Regions from separate parts of the Rattus norvegicus genome. Here regions 1 and 3 are each linked to region 2. Evidence: chromatin contacts called from public Hi-C data. All regions are on one chromosome and are shown on one strand. The core of a region is the stretch at or near the end of the contact, and the rest is flanking DNA. Distances in the headings are between cores, read along the strand shown.

The links. A called contact is a pair of places that touch in the nucleus more often than the background predicts.
Region 1: a Hi-C map of psoas muscle shows a contact between it and region 2, with 2.4 times the contacts expected there. The contact joins two enhancer-like sites. A contact is called at or near these places in 4 of 12 Hi-C or Micro-C datasets (the Rat2 cell line, hepatocytes, kidney and 1 more).
Region 3: a Hi-C map of Schwann cells shows a contact between it and region 2, with 4 times the contacts expected there. The contact joins the promoter of Dock4 here to the enhancer-like site in region 2. A contact is called at or near these places in 5 of 12 Hi-C or Micro-C datasets (the A7r5 cell line, the Rat2 cell line, Schwann cells and 2 more) and 1 of 1 datasets of contacts at active chromatin or transcription factors (oligodendrocytes).

Annotation. Positions count from the first base shown.
Region 1 is chr6:63,302,972-63,307,560 of GRCr8, reverse strand. The region is part of intron 1 of Dock4 (dedicator of cytokinesis 4); the gene reads right to left. Among named protein-coding and RNA genes, the nearest start is that of Dock4, 65 kb to the right of the region's middle. Within about 2 kb of position 1,765, at least 3 of the 93 cell types and tissues checked have an H3K27ac peak or open chromatin away from gene starts, as enhancers often do.
Region 2 is chr6:63,476,561-63,481,160 of GRCr8, reverse strand. The region is part of intron 12 of Dock4 (dedicator of cytokinesis 4); the gene reads right to left. Among named protein-coding and RNA genes, the nearest start is that of Dock4, 240 kb to the right of the region's middle. Within about 2 kb of position 3,175, at least 3 of the 93 cell types and tissues checked have an H3K27ac peak or open chromatin away from gene starts, as enhancers often do.
Region 3 is chr6:63,238,080-63,242,743 of GRCr8, reverse strand. Dock4 (dedicator of cytokinesis 4) reads right to left here and starts at 2,608. Exons shown (of 53, transcript NM_001427091.1): 1 at 2,302-2,608. The coding sequence starts at 2,338. It overlaps Zfp277 (zinc finger protein 277), which reads left to right and starts at 2,913. Exons shown (of 12, transcript NM_001399663.1): 1 at 2,913-3,031. The coding sequence starts at 2,938.

The DNA of each region.
Region 1 (4,589 bases), core at 516-3,015, 170 kb after region 2:
TCCTTAATGTCTGATATTCTCTCACTAGATATCGGCTAATTACTGTACAAGAGGGAGCAGAGATATCTTGGTGGTTAAGGTGTCAGAGCAGCTCACCCACTACTGCCTAGAACTCCAGCTCCAGGGAGAGTCAAAGATTCCAGCCTCCATGGCCACTCCCAATCATGTGCACACACACACACACACACACACACACAACACACATACACACACACATACACACACACACAACACACACACAACACACACACAACACACACACACACAACACACAACACACACACAACACACACACACACACACACACAAATTAAATCTCTAAGAAATAAATACCGAACAATAACAATAAAATAAACTCAGCCTTACCTCACCAAACAGTATGTACTCAGTGTTTGTATAGAAAGCAAAAGCTATAACAGCTCATCTATTTAAAGCATTATTGTTAGCCAAACACCACAGCATACATAGCATTAAAAAACTTCCTTGCTACCCCGTGGCAATAGAGTAGTCCAGCACTGCCCTTCCTTGATCCTAGAAGAGTCTGAACGCCGCACCCAGGTGGACCCTCTCAGAGTTACCAATACTGGTACCTTAACCACTCATCTCTCTCATACATTGCTAGTACAAGAGTGAAATGGAAAAATCACGGCAGGAAATAGTTTAGCAGTTTCTTATAACACTGAATATGCACTTTTGACCTAGAAAGATAGTTGTAGGCATTTCTCTCAGAGAATTAAAATGTATATGCAACAAAAACCTGCATACAAAGGTTTGTAACACTTTTACTTGTAACAACTCCAAACTACAAACAACCTGAATTTCTTGAGTAAGGAAAAGGTTAACCAATTCTGCTCTACTCATAGTATTTTCTATACTATAGTATAGAAAACCCAGCATGCAAAGGATTGAATTCTCATCAATGCCTTGAATTCAAGGCATTATAGTTACTGGGGGTTCGGGGCTCATCTCCAAAAGTTATATGTAGTATAATCCATTTCATAGCAGTCATAGATGACAAAATTACAGAAATGGAGAATGGGCCAATATTCATTAGGAATTGGGAACCAACAGAGAGGTAGGGCAGCCTCAAAGCAGTGGTACGGAGGAGGCCTTCTGTGGTATGTGTAACCATTCTGTATTCTCACTGTGATGCTTACAGGAATCTATGTGCAGGACGTAGCATTCATACACACGGACGCCAACAGAACGAGTAGTCTGCTTTAACAGTAATGCACCAATGCTGATGTCCTGGTTTGATATTCTACTACAATTACAAGATCTCCCCGCCAGGAGAGCTGGCCAAAGGACACATGAGACTCCTGACAGCTAAGGAATCTCCTATTCCTGTAATTATGCCAAAAGAAAGGAAGCCTGGGAGGACAGAGGGTAAAAGGGGAGGGGGTTCCCATGCTAGGGCTTAGCTCTATAAGGAGAAAACTACAAACTACAGGAACAAGTTCTTCCTTTGATGAGACTGGGATTTCCACTAGTTTATTCAAGCTACAAACAGCGGATAACCCCTGTTCCAGACCTCAAAAATGGGCAAAAGCAAATGTATTCACATACCCCTACTCTCGGGCTTTCAGGAAAGCTGTTCTCCAGCATCAAGTCCTTGGACTCTTTATCCAACATAACAGGACTATGAACATATCCACACTTCAAAGTGGATAATTCTTAATTCTCCCCAGAAAGGTCAGGAGAGGCTCTATCCTCCAAGGGAAATTTGAGTGGAGTTTGAAGGCTCAGTAAGAGGTCACCTGGCACAAGTAGGAAGTGCGAGACAGCCAGGAAACCAGAGGAATGGATAGCACCCCAGCTCAGACTGCCCTACAGGACAGTGGAGACAATATAACGTATCTAAGGGTGGTGACCCTGGGAAAGAAGAAAGGTCCTGAAGGGCTCTAGAGCTCGCTGTGGGAGATGAGCCTTAAAGCTGAAGCAAAGCATGCCTGTGCTCCCTCCACAAATGACAGAAAGTCTTAGCATCTCTTTCTATTTGAAGATACTTTCATCATTTCTCTTCCTCACAGGAATGTATTTTAGTTGGTAATAGAAACATAACATGCACGAACGATATAGCATGATGCTTTGTTTTCCTGCCTAAGCAGAGTTCGTAGACCCTTTGGAAAAGTAGAACTAATGAAGTGACGAATTATGTCACTACCCTAAGTAATACAGAAATGCTAGAACAATCTCATTAAGCATATTCCCTAATCATATCTGTTTTTTGATTCAATCTGCCCTTTCTCAAAACTAATCTGTAATCACTTGGGCCATGTTTTTTAATTCGGTGAGTATGGAAAACAGTTAAATGTTCAGGGTGTGTGTAAAAAATGTGTGTCCTACCAAAAGGAACCAATAATTCTTGATTTAAATTTAACAGCCTATTCACAGTGGCAATAAAATATTAATGGCACTGTGAAGCTGAATTTACTCAGGCAGTAACTCACAGTATCTGAAGTACAGTCTTTATTGTATGTTGAGTCATTACATCAGTAAAAGTTACCAAAAAATAAATCTATTTGACTTCCAGTATTTTATACAATAAATTGAGCCATTTCTCCCAGTGTCAAGTTAGCTTTGAAATACATGGGCTTATAATGGTGAAAACCTACACAGTATCAAGGAAACGGTAAGCCATCTGCTGTAAACATGTCTTAGAACTAACAAATGAGATCCTGTCCCTTCTTAGGTTTGAGATGTCTTCTGTGTTTTGAGATAATCTAGTGCTCCCAGCGTGAGCTGGATGCTGCATGCTGGACAAGATCAATTCCCTTTCAGCGTTCAAGGTTATTTTGAAATGTGCTTTAGCCCATGACTGATCAGTTTGAGTTGCACAAACAGAACACCCAAGTATATGGAAGCGAGTGACCCCCTGAATACCATGGTAGGGCAAAAGAAACCAGTACATCAGAGGAGTCAGGAGTGTCAATTCGACAGACATGGGTCATTCTCCAGTTGAACGGCTTAGTTACCCATGGCTTTCTTAGACAAAGAAGAACTAATCTATTATAAGTTGTGTGCGTCCTGAGCACAGCAACTGTGTTTGATTCCTCCTTAGCATCTTCAACCCCTGGCGCAGTGATTCTTAATGAATGGGTTTTTCTTTTTGACTGGATGACTAAATGGCACAATGAATGCATACATGCAAGATACAACACGAGAAACTGCGAATACATTATTAGTGCCATTCATGCACTTATATTTATTGCAACATTCATTAGGTGCATGAAATGGTGCCAACTGATTGTAAAGCCAAAACGTAAAAATAACGAGAGGCAACGCGCCATAATCCCTGCTCTTAAACACGTAACAGGGCAGCTGTAAATCCACAAGACACAAGAGAAAGGGGAGGAAAAAGAACAAAGAAAAGCTGTAACAACCTTCAGGGTTTCAACTCATCTAGTGGCGTAGGGGTGAGAGGATATAAATCCCACCCCTGGAAAGAGACCAGTGTCCCTATGGGGACAGCATCCAGGATCTGGAGGTAAAAGGACAAAGCAGACAAAAGACCCTTCATATGATCATTATCAGCATGGGCCTAAGACACTGTCAGCATCTCATTTTGGAAAGATTTATTAATATCTCTGTTGAGGGCTAAGATAAAAGGGGGTGGGAGGTGGGGAGGGTGGCAGTTCTCAGACCATCAGCAAAGTGGTAGAGTGCCAGCCACAGCAGCATGTGACTTTGATGGGATCTCTTAAATCCATGTAAACTGTCTCCCTATTTGGGAACTATAGGTCATTTTCTCCACGGTCGCTTAGTAACTACAGAGAATCCTGAAGAGGCTTCTGCTGCACAGTTTCAAAGGCACAGATCAGCTTGAACTCAGGCCCAATACAATTACGGAAGCACAGACTATCATCCCCAAAGGCTTTCTAGGTATCATGAACAAAAGAGTGGAACTTAACTGGGAAAAGCCTGGGAGATAAACAGGACATTTGGCCATCTGGGCCTGTGGCAGCCCTCACAAAGGATGTAATGTTAAAAATAGAGTCAGCAAACACTCACACAGAGATGGTATCTGGGGACAGCACAAAGCCTGATGACATCCCTGCCCTGGAAACACCTTACAGGAAGGCACTGACGAGAGCACATGTGTAGACTGCACATAGCAAGGCAGGGATGCTAGGCATCGACTAGAGAGATAGGCCTTCATTCTAGCATATTTACCTCGATTCAGTACCCATGTTGATAAACTAGGAGAGCAGGACCCAGGCAGAGAGATCACTAAAGAACCATCAGGAGCTTCACTAGCCTGAGGGCCACTAACGCACACTTTATTCCCCTTGAATACCTGGCCCACTGTTCAGCTCACCAACCCTCCCTGCAGGATTCACTAAGTGAGGTCCCTATACCTGCCTTTCTTCTGTGGGGAGTTACTAACTTGACTCCTGAATTGTACTTGATAGAAGCAAGAAAGTAGACATTCAGTACTCAGACCCCTTAGAATGTAGAAGTCCAAATTCCAGGATCATGATGGACCACTGAATTCTGCATTTCAGTCTTCCTGAGATATGCAGACTCCTTGCAGTCTAAATCCAGGTATTTTTTGATAAGGTATTTCTGGGGGGCTGACGACTACATTG
Region 2 (4,600 bases), core at 1,926-4,425:
CTTATTGGATACTGAACTGTAGCTTGTTCCCCCGTTATGCCCCCGCCAGCCACAAATCCCAACAAACTAGGTGCCATTTTAGGGAAACTAAGTTACAAAAGTTTCCCAACTGCCATACATTAATAAAACACCCCTTTTACCCAGGCTCGGTGGTCCATAACTCACAATCCTTACACTCAGGAGGTAGAGGCAGGAGGATGAGGACCTCAAGGCCATTCTCAGCTACATAAGTAAGTTCAAAGCTTGTCTTGGGTACATGAGACCATGTCTTGGGTGGGAAGGATGTAACAAACAGAAATCAAATAAAGTAAATTCAGAAGTAATACAATAAAAAAGAAAGGAGGAAAATATTCACTACGCCTGGCTTTTTATTAATATACAGAGCCCAGGGTTTTCTGTGTACATAGGTCAGTCCTGTGTGGAGGGTTCAAAGGCAAAGCTGTCTATCACCATCACAGCTCTAACCTGGAAGGTGGGAAAGACCTAAGTGGGAGAAACTAGAGATATGAAGGTGGAAACATCCTTAATCACACAGGGCTTTGGGTGCAATCATCCAGATATAAACCAGAGCAGGGAACCAGCGACAAACTTCAGCTCCTGAGATGCTCAGCCTGCAGGTGCATCAGGGCATCCTCCTGCCTTTCTGTGGTTCTGACACAGATTTTTCTTTGCTTCATTTTCCCCCCTTCATTCCTAATGAACCAAATCACGCATGGCTGTGAATGTAACAATGTGAAACTGCAAAACCATGACTTTAAAGACTCGGAGTTGGGCTTTCTTATGTTACCTATTGTCCCAGTATTCTGGAAATAATATATTCTATTTCTACTTTTAAACAAAATTAACACAAATGACTGACTTAAAGCCTGTATTTAACAAATTGTAGGAGGGGGACAAGACGGCCTAACTCTAAAGAGGACATCTTTTGACCCATGCTGTTTGCTGATGCTTGGGTGTATGTAAAGCCATGTTCCCATGTTCCTTGCACACACTTCCCATGTGTCTTTGCTCCTAGACTCTTCTTCTTCTTTCTCTATGGTCACTCCCATTTCTTTCTGTGGGCATGAGTGGTAGGTTTTCTATGACTTTATTTGAAATTAGAATTATTTTGAAATTGGAATCATTCTCACATGGAAGGCATAGTGTGATGAGTGTAGAATGCAGAGTTGGCCTTCTTCCTTAGGCAATTCTGCAACACTATGATGTTCAGACCTTTACAACTGCTAAGACTACACTGGAGGGCAGAGAGGTAAGCAGTAGTTTCCTCCTGGGTTTTAGCTCGGGCTTTTGTGCTCTGCGGTTCCATAACTTATCAAGATACAACTTGAATTGTATGTTCTCTCTTAAGGATTCCTTTCATCTGAGCACTTCCAGTGCCTCAGTCCTTAACATTCAGAGTAACATTCAAAGAGAGTGCGTGAGCCGAACGGACCCCCAAAATGGCACTTTCCTTTTACTCGCAGCACCTCTGTAAGCCCTATTAGACACTCACTGGCCTTCCCGTTCACTTCTCTCCATCTTCTAAGTGTTTATGTAGACTTTTCCATTTCTTTTTCCCTTTGTGCAGAATTGTGATGGAATTAGCTTTAACATCAGCATAGCGATTCATTTTTTCCCAGCTGTGCTCATTCCCTTACTAAGAATTAAAGAAGAACTTTCATTCTACCCAGGACTGTCACAGAATCTAAGCACCAAGATGATACAGTTTTTCTATTTGTTTTTTAAAATGCATTAGGCGAGTGTGTAACAAATTCAATCAGTATTTTTTTATGCATTAGTTTTAAAATCTTATTTTACATTATGACTATCCTGTCCTGAATTCCAGCTTAGCCTTTTCTTGTCAGTTTCTTGTCTAGACTCCTAGGATGCCATCTTCATTGGCTGAACCTGCTTCCTCTGATTGGCAGCTCACTATTTTCACTGTTATCATAACTCATCTTGAGTGTTGTTTCCCTGCACAGAAATCCTACTCATTTGAATGTACACTGGCTACATATTTACACAGATTTTAGACTACTCAGCTGGGATTAGTTTTATCTTTACACACAAAATTTAAATTTTATAAGAACGGATTCTTCTCAACTATTAACATAAATCCAGACCAAGGGCGTAAAGGTCAATGTATCAAAGAAGAACCATTCTACACATTGCCTTGGGAAGTCAGAGAACAGCTTTCTAAGGTTCAGGAGAAATCGCTTCTAGGTACTATGTATTTGGTCCTAAGCCTCATCTCACATTTTTGGGTCCATTCAACTTAAGCACTCTCTGCCTCCTCTCACAGCCCCATCTTCTCAGATCAATTATTTAAATTTTATTTAGATTTGAGCCTATATTTAGATATAGTAGCAAGATTTCTCTTTCTTCAAACTCTGTTTCTGCGTTTCTTACCACATTTGCACCTTCCGCCCTAACCCCATACTGGATTAATCCCAGAACCTTGAATACAGCAGGTAAGTGTGGTCACTGACCACAATGCAGTCTTTGAACACTTATTCATATTTGTAGCAGAAGAATGGGTTACATACTTGACTATACCAAGATTTGAAAAAAACACAATTTATTTAAAAATTATTGAAATCTATTTTTTTCTAGCAACACAGTAGTCTATCAAGAAAATATAATAGAATGTCTTCAGTGGGCAACTGAATTGAAATTGTAAATCAATAAATCAAATATATAATACAAAATATTCCAATGATGTTCAAGGGACATCAACTTTACCATGCTTTGTTAAAAAAAAAAAACCTACCCCTTCATCTAAAATTTCATTAATAAATCCAATTAAAGTGTAAACAGAATCACAATATTGATGAAAATGTTAACTTATGACATATAAGCCACTTATTATACCTAATCTTGTACTTTACAACCCTTCCTTTTCAAACAAAGTCTCGCCATGTAGTTCTGGCTAGCCTGAAACTTTCTATGTAAACCAGGCTGGCCTCAAACTCACAGAGTTCCATTTGCCTCTGCCTCCTGACTGCTGGGTTGAAGGAGTGTGCCAGCACGCCCAGCTGTACTATTGGTTTTTATTTTCTATTCTGAGTTTCTACAAAAGTTTGGAAGAAAGATTACAAGATGTTAAAAATGTACGTTCTATAAATAAGGACGCTACAAATACCTGAGCTAAGAATAGATGTGCTAATCATGCAACAAGATTTTCACACACGAGTTAAAGGGCATATTACAACCCCAAGATAGTTACAAATGGATCTGCAAACTGAACTGCTGGGACAGGAAAGGAAGTATACAGTTGGTCTATGTATAACAATCCTCATTTCTTTTATTTTCTTAAAGAGGGGTTTCATAAATTTTGATTGCTAAACTCTAATGGTCTGAAACTCTTTTTCATAAAAGTCAGCATTTAAAGATATGAATATGCTGAGAAAAGTCTCCAAACTGTTTCATTTGCCCTTTTTTTCCAAAATAAGTAAGTCCAACAGTGAGGCTAGAATTAGGCTTTCTATATGAACTCAGCCATGATATTAAAACATTCATACCTATTTTAAAATATTCCTAGCAAAACAAAGATCCGGTAGTAGCATAGAAAAGGACAGGGAGGCTACTCATCATGCGTAATTTTAATAATATAGGTAAGAAATAATGAGGGATTAAACTTAATATCACAAATTGTTTTAGAAGATCAGAACCAATCTCAGCAGGTTGCCCTGGGCACAGGGACTGGAAGCAAACACACAAAGCAGTCCCTGGCAACTCCCCTTCTCTTCTCACGAATTAGCATAACAATGCCCAAACCTCATCTCTTAAGCACTTCTGATTTTCTCTAGGTTATATTTACTTTTCTTTCAAATTGAATACCCAACCCCTTTTATATTTTGGTAACTCGTGCAAAAAATTCAAAGAACTCATACGTTCTCCCGGAACTATAACTATTGCATTTCTAAGGCATTATGCTAAGGCTGTATTCTAAAGCACAGAGAGGCTCTCACATTGTTAGAGAAAAATGAGAAAGCACTTAAGAGTCCTGTTTAATAAGGACTTGGAAAGCACCTTAAGAGCCTTGTCCACAAAGCCAGGGTAAATTATAAAACTCTCTTAGGGTTTGACAAACACTTCCAATTTCCTGCTGTTTTATCTGGCACTAGGAGACCATGAACCAAGCTTCCACTATGTATCTTATAACTGACAATATAAATTTTCTAATTTTTATTTTATCATTCATAAAAATGAATTCTTATCAAGTAGTCACTAGTCACTAAGCATAGGACATCTTAAAATGTAACATTAAGACTTAAGTAGACTATGTATGTAGTAGGTAGTTCAAATTACTGAAGATCCACTCTAGGAAAAAATATGCTCATCTACCCAACTTCCTGCTTAGCCCTTCTTGTGTGTTTGACTGGAATTTCCTTCTTTTTAATTGTAATTGTTAGAGAACAAACCAGATAAATCACAAAGACAGTGATGAAAAAGAACATGGCTATACAAGCTAGTTATAAGAAGGTAACATCTGACATTTAAAAAGAGAAGATAGAAATGTGAAAAATGGAGAATGAATTTTCTGTGAAGTCGACACTACTACCTTATGCAAAGGCAGCAAAGAAAAGGATCCTGCTGGCTCCTGATCTCGGCCTCTATG
Region 3 (4,664 bases), core at 1,359-3,858, 240 kb after region 2:
CCAAACATAACTTATATTCTCTGAAATAATAGGAAACAATAACTCAGATCTGAAATTTTTTTTAAACACTTTGCAGTCTAAGCAGCTCCGGATACTGCTCACCATGGTGAGAAATGAAAGTCCATGCGTAAGTATCCTAGCAAAATTTTCACCACACACCCGCCTAACAGATGGGTTCTCAAAAACAACCAAGCATTCCGCAAGCCAAATGCTCAAAACTTAGTAATAAACAGTGATTAACATTCTTGAGTATGTGATACTGCATAAATGAGAACCTCGGCAACAATTTGGGGCAGAAGCTCACTTTGTGCTCTCACCTCTCATCTCACCTCCTACCTCCCTTTCCCAAACAGGCACACCCTCTCACCTCCCTACCCCACTCTGCATCCCAAGCCTTGGTGTCTGCAGCAAGCTCAAAACACTTGACTGATCATATCCGGTTGCCATTCCAGGAAATCCCAGAGTGGTTTTTAAGCCTCTGCCCACAGCTTGTAAAGAAAGGCGAGAGAGAAAAACTAATCGATATCAGCACCCAGCTGTGACCTGGCACATAAGGAAATCTAGAAAATAAATGTCATCCATAATCTGTATCATTTAACACTTGCAAGAAAACAACCCCTGGGATTGACTCTAAGCGGGACGGACAGTGTTGCCTGGGTGGATCTGAGGTTCCTGCACCAGGTGGCAAGACTGCCTAGGAGGCAATGCCCTCTGGTTCCTCATCCCTCAGACAAGGAAATGCCTTTTCCCTCGCAGGGGTTATCTGATCCCCAAAAAGGAGGAGAGAACGGAGAGGAAAACAAGCTCTATCTACAGCACTCTGGGAGAGCGAGCCCTTTGGCAAGGGCTCCCCTTAGACTTAGAAGCTGGAAACCCTTCTCAAAGGTGGGCACACGACAAACTATTGTCTTACTAACCAGTCACAGTCCAGGAAGGAAGCTCATGTAAAATATGACTTTGTTTAATCAGAGTCCCTTCAGTAGATAAAGTCCAATCCCTAGGCAAAGTAGGGGAGGTAAAATCTCCAGTGATTAGGATTCCTTTGAAAGGTTTTCCAGATTTTTTAAATTACAGGAGAATGAAGTCAGAACATAAATACGTCTCTGTATCATACAAATTACTAGGTCCGTCCACAATAAAAACAAGAATGCCAATCGGCAGGACGGGGCATTATAGGAAATGAAGATTGTCAGTAAAATCTATAATGCTTTCTTTCTGTTAGACCTTCTGGGAGGTTATAATTGCATTTGGCCAATTCGGGCTTGTCAGTGAGCCTGGCTTCTTAATAGTCTCAACCCTAAAAGGAGTGACTGTCAAAGGGGGGGGGGGGACTGGGGGGGATGGAGGGAACCCAGCTGAAATCAAACAACAAAAACGGGAACTGTAATCCTACCGAAAAGGGAGGAGGGAAGGGAAGGGAAGGGAAGGGAGCCTCCTGTATTCATCAGTCAACATTAATGTCCTTTGTTGTTCACCTTTGCACAGAACAGTGAATGCTATCCTGTTCTTTTTTTTCTCTCCCAAATCAGTGCCAGGGTAGTCCTCTCCTAAAGCTGCCTCCCAGAATTTAAGAACCAGGCTTTCTGACTCTCCCCTCCCTTGTCACTTTCCAGCCGGCCTCTATGACCCCCACTGCGCTCATCCCCTGGTAGAGAAGGTGGCCAGAAGTAAAAACGCTGCCCAAATCTAGGTTCCCCTCCAAGGACCAAAGAGCGCAGCAGCACAGATGTTGAAATTTACCACCCCCCCCTGCTCACAACACACACCCCAAACACCCGGGAGGCGAGGGAGAAAGGAGGCTGCGTCCCGACTCCCTCTGTCACAGGGGCTAGGGGTGCCACATTCTGCACTCTGGGAAAGCCGACCCCAACCGCAGGGACTTCGCGCCTCCCTACTGTTTGGGAGTATTCTAGCTGCGGGTTCCTAGTCTCCCTCATCACCCCGGGAAATCCTAGCAGCCCACTGCCAGCTCTCTGCCTCCGTGGGCCAGCAGGGGTAGAAGGGAGAGAAATCCTGTTGGCTTCCCCTTCTAACTTGACACGCAACACACCCCGCGGCCACTCCAAACTCTGCCAGCAGAGCCCGGAGTGGCTGTCCCGACGTTCCGGGATCGGGTTCGAGAAGCGCCGAGTGCGCAGTGAGGAGCGAAACCCTAGCGCGCGCCCCTCAGCCGGAGGCCGGTGTGGCCAAGCCTGGGACCCGCTGTGCAATGCCAAGACCTGGCATTTGCAGCCTGGCGCGGAGCGAGCTGCGTGGGGGCAAGGACCGGAGCGTGGTAAAAGTTCGCCCGCGAGCACTCACCCACGCCGTATTTCTCGTGCTCCGTAGGTATCCACATGGCTATAAAGGGCGCTGAGGGGCTCCGGGCTATGCAATCCCCGCGCCCCTCCAGTGGCTCACAACAATGCACGGCTCCCGAAGAGCAGCTGCGGCGCTGGAGCACAGCAGATCGCGCGGGCTGCGGCGCTGGGCAGGGGCTTCTCCCGGGGCTCCCGAGCGGACACTGACACTACACGGACGAGACGGAGCCGCCCGCTGCTCTGCCGGCCGCGGCTGCTCACAGCCCTGCGACGCGCTCTCGGGGACCCGGCGGCGCAGTCATTGTTCTGATTCACTGAACTAAGCGAACACGCCGGGGCACTCGCGGGCGCACCCCCGCCCGTCAGCGCCCATCCAGCGCTGCCTCCCCACTGCCTCGCGGCATGCCGGGAGTTGTAGTTCTTACTCTCCCGGGCCCGGAAGGGGGCGTGGCTACAGCGGTTGGGGGCGGGGCAACTAGTTAGGCTCATCACATTCGATTGGTCCAAAATGTGACGGCACAGCCCAGGCGTGTAGAAACTCTCTCAGTGGGTCGGCATGCGACCCCAGGCGCGTTTTTATTGGTTATCTCCCCGCTTCGCCCCGCCTGCGGCCCGCCCCTTTCAACTGGTTCAGGTAATGGCTGCTCCAGAGGCCCAGGGGCTTGGTGTGGACCCCCGGGAAGACCGGGTCCGCGGGGTCCGCGGCGGAATCGGGCACATCGATCATGAAGGTGAGTGCGCTGTCCCTTGGGTGCGTGTGATCTGTCTTTCTTTTTCTGTGCCCGGGGTGCAGCTGGCAGCCGCTCAGACCTTAGAAGCTGGTCAGCTAGGAGACCACCTTGGCAATGCCAGGCAAAAAGCCGCGGGCGGAACCCACAGAGATTGGGTGGGGCAGAGGGCGGTTGCCAAGCTGAAGCTGTTTTGGGTGGGACGAGAAAATGTGAAGAACTGCCTTCCCGGCCTCTGAGAAAGCTCCTTTTGCTTTGTTCCGGTTTGGAATTATGTGCTTTGCACTTGCCCACGAGTGGGTGTGGGTCAGGTCTGGGTCGCACGTGTGTGATTGTAATGCTGTGATTAGGCGCTATTTCCTGACTAGTATCCTCAGTTTGCTGAATTTGTTTTTGGGAAGGTGTTTTATGTAGTTTGGGGCGGGTTTCCAAGTTGGAGACTAGTCACGTCACTGTTCTCCAGTACTTGCGGGTTGCTCTTTGGAGTCCTCTCCAAAGGGAAAGGATGTGTGTATCTCAGGAATCATTTGACCCTGGAGCCTGGGAAATCTTACGTCCTAAGTCGTAAGAGAAAGAGGAAAAAGAGAATTAAATGCACTCCCGCCTTCACAGAATATTTAAAAGAGGGTTTTGAAACTCATCACAACTACTTTGTATCTACCTGATTTTGGTGTTTTCTTCAATTCCACTATAGAGATCAAAAATCAAACTTTCGTAGACTACCTTTCTTTTAGTCGAGCTCCACTCCCCACCCATTTTAAGTATATAATTTAGCACAGCAAGTTCTCTTATGTAAATGGATAGGATTTGGGGGTTAATTTGTGTCTCAGTCCTTGTTGATGTTTTTTCCTTTCACAGCTTTTAGTATGAAGTTTTTATCTCAGTAGCAGAGAAATGAAGTGCAATTTCTTCCCACTTCCCCTAGGTGAAATTCCTATCATCTAAGCAACCTATCAGTGGGTTTGCCATATATCCCATACTTCTATAACAGACTGTTAAGCTTTTCCAGATTACCAAAATTCCACAGAGCTACCATTTTAAGATATAAAGTTGGAAGCTTCGATAATTTTTCTCATGGGTTAATTTATTTGAGAACTTATAAATACCTCCAAAGCATAATGAATTACCTTACAATTACAATTCATTATATTTCAAGCAGTTCATTCAGAGGTATTCAGATTTAAAAAAATATTAAGTCTCTCCACTACACAGTTCCACTTATAAAGACAAAAGTGATGCAAATTTTGACATATTTCTTTATAATATACATTGTATAACTCATTTTTAAATGACGGATAATTAAAGGGATAATTTTTGTAAACTCAAAGATCTACAACTTTCTTCTCCCTCTTGTGTATCAAAGATATTTCTTTATCAACATTTTTTGTAACATTTAGTGACTACACTCAGGTTCCATAGAACAGATATTCCATACTCTAGCCAGTCCCCTCTTAATAAATGTATAAAGTCACTCTGATTTTCAATAGCATTACAGAGAGTGGATTTGTTTATATGTGTGTGTGTGTGTGTGTGTGATACATATGTATATAGATGGATAGATTGATCCAGTAAAGTATTACTTTGTCCAGTATTAAGCTTGTGTAATTTTTATGTAGATACCAGTTTTCTGTCTTAA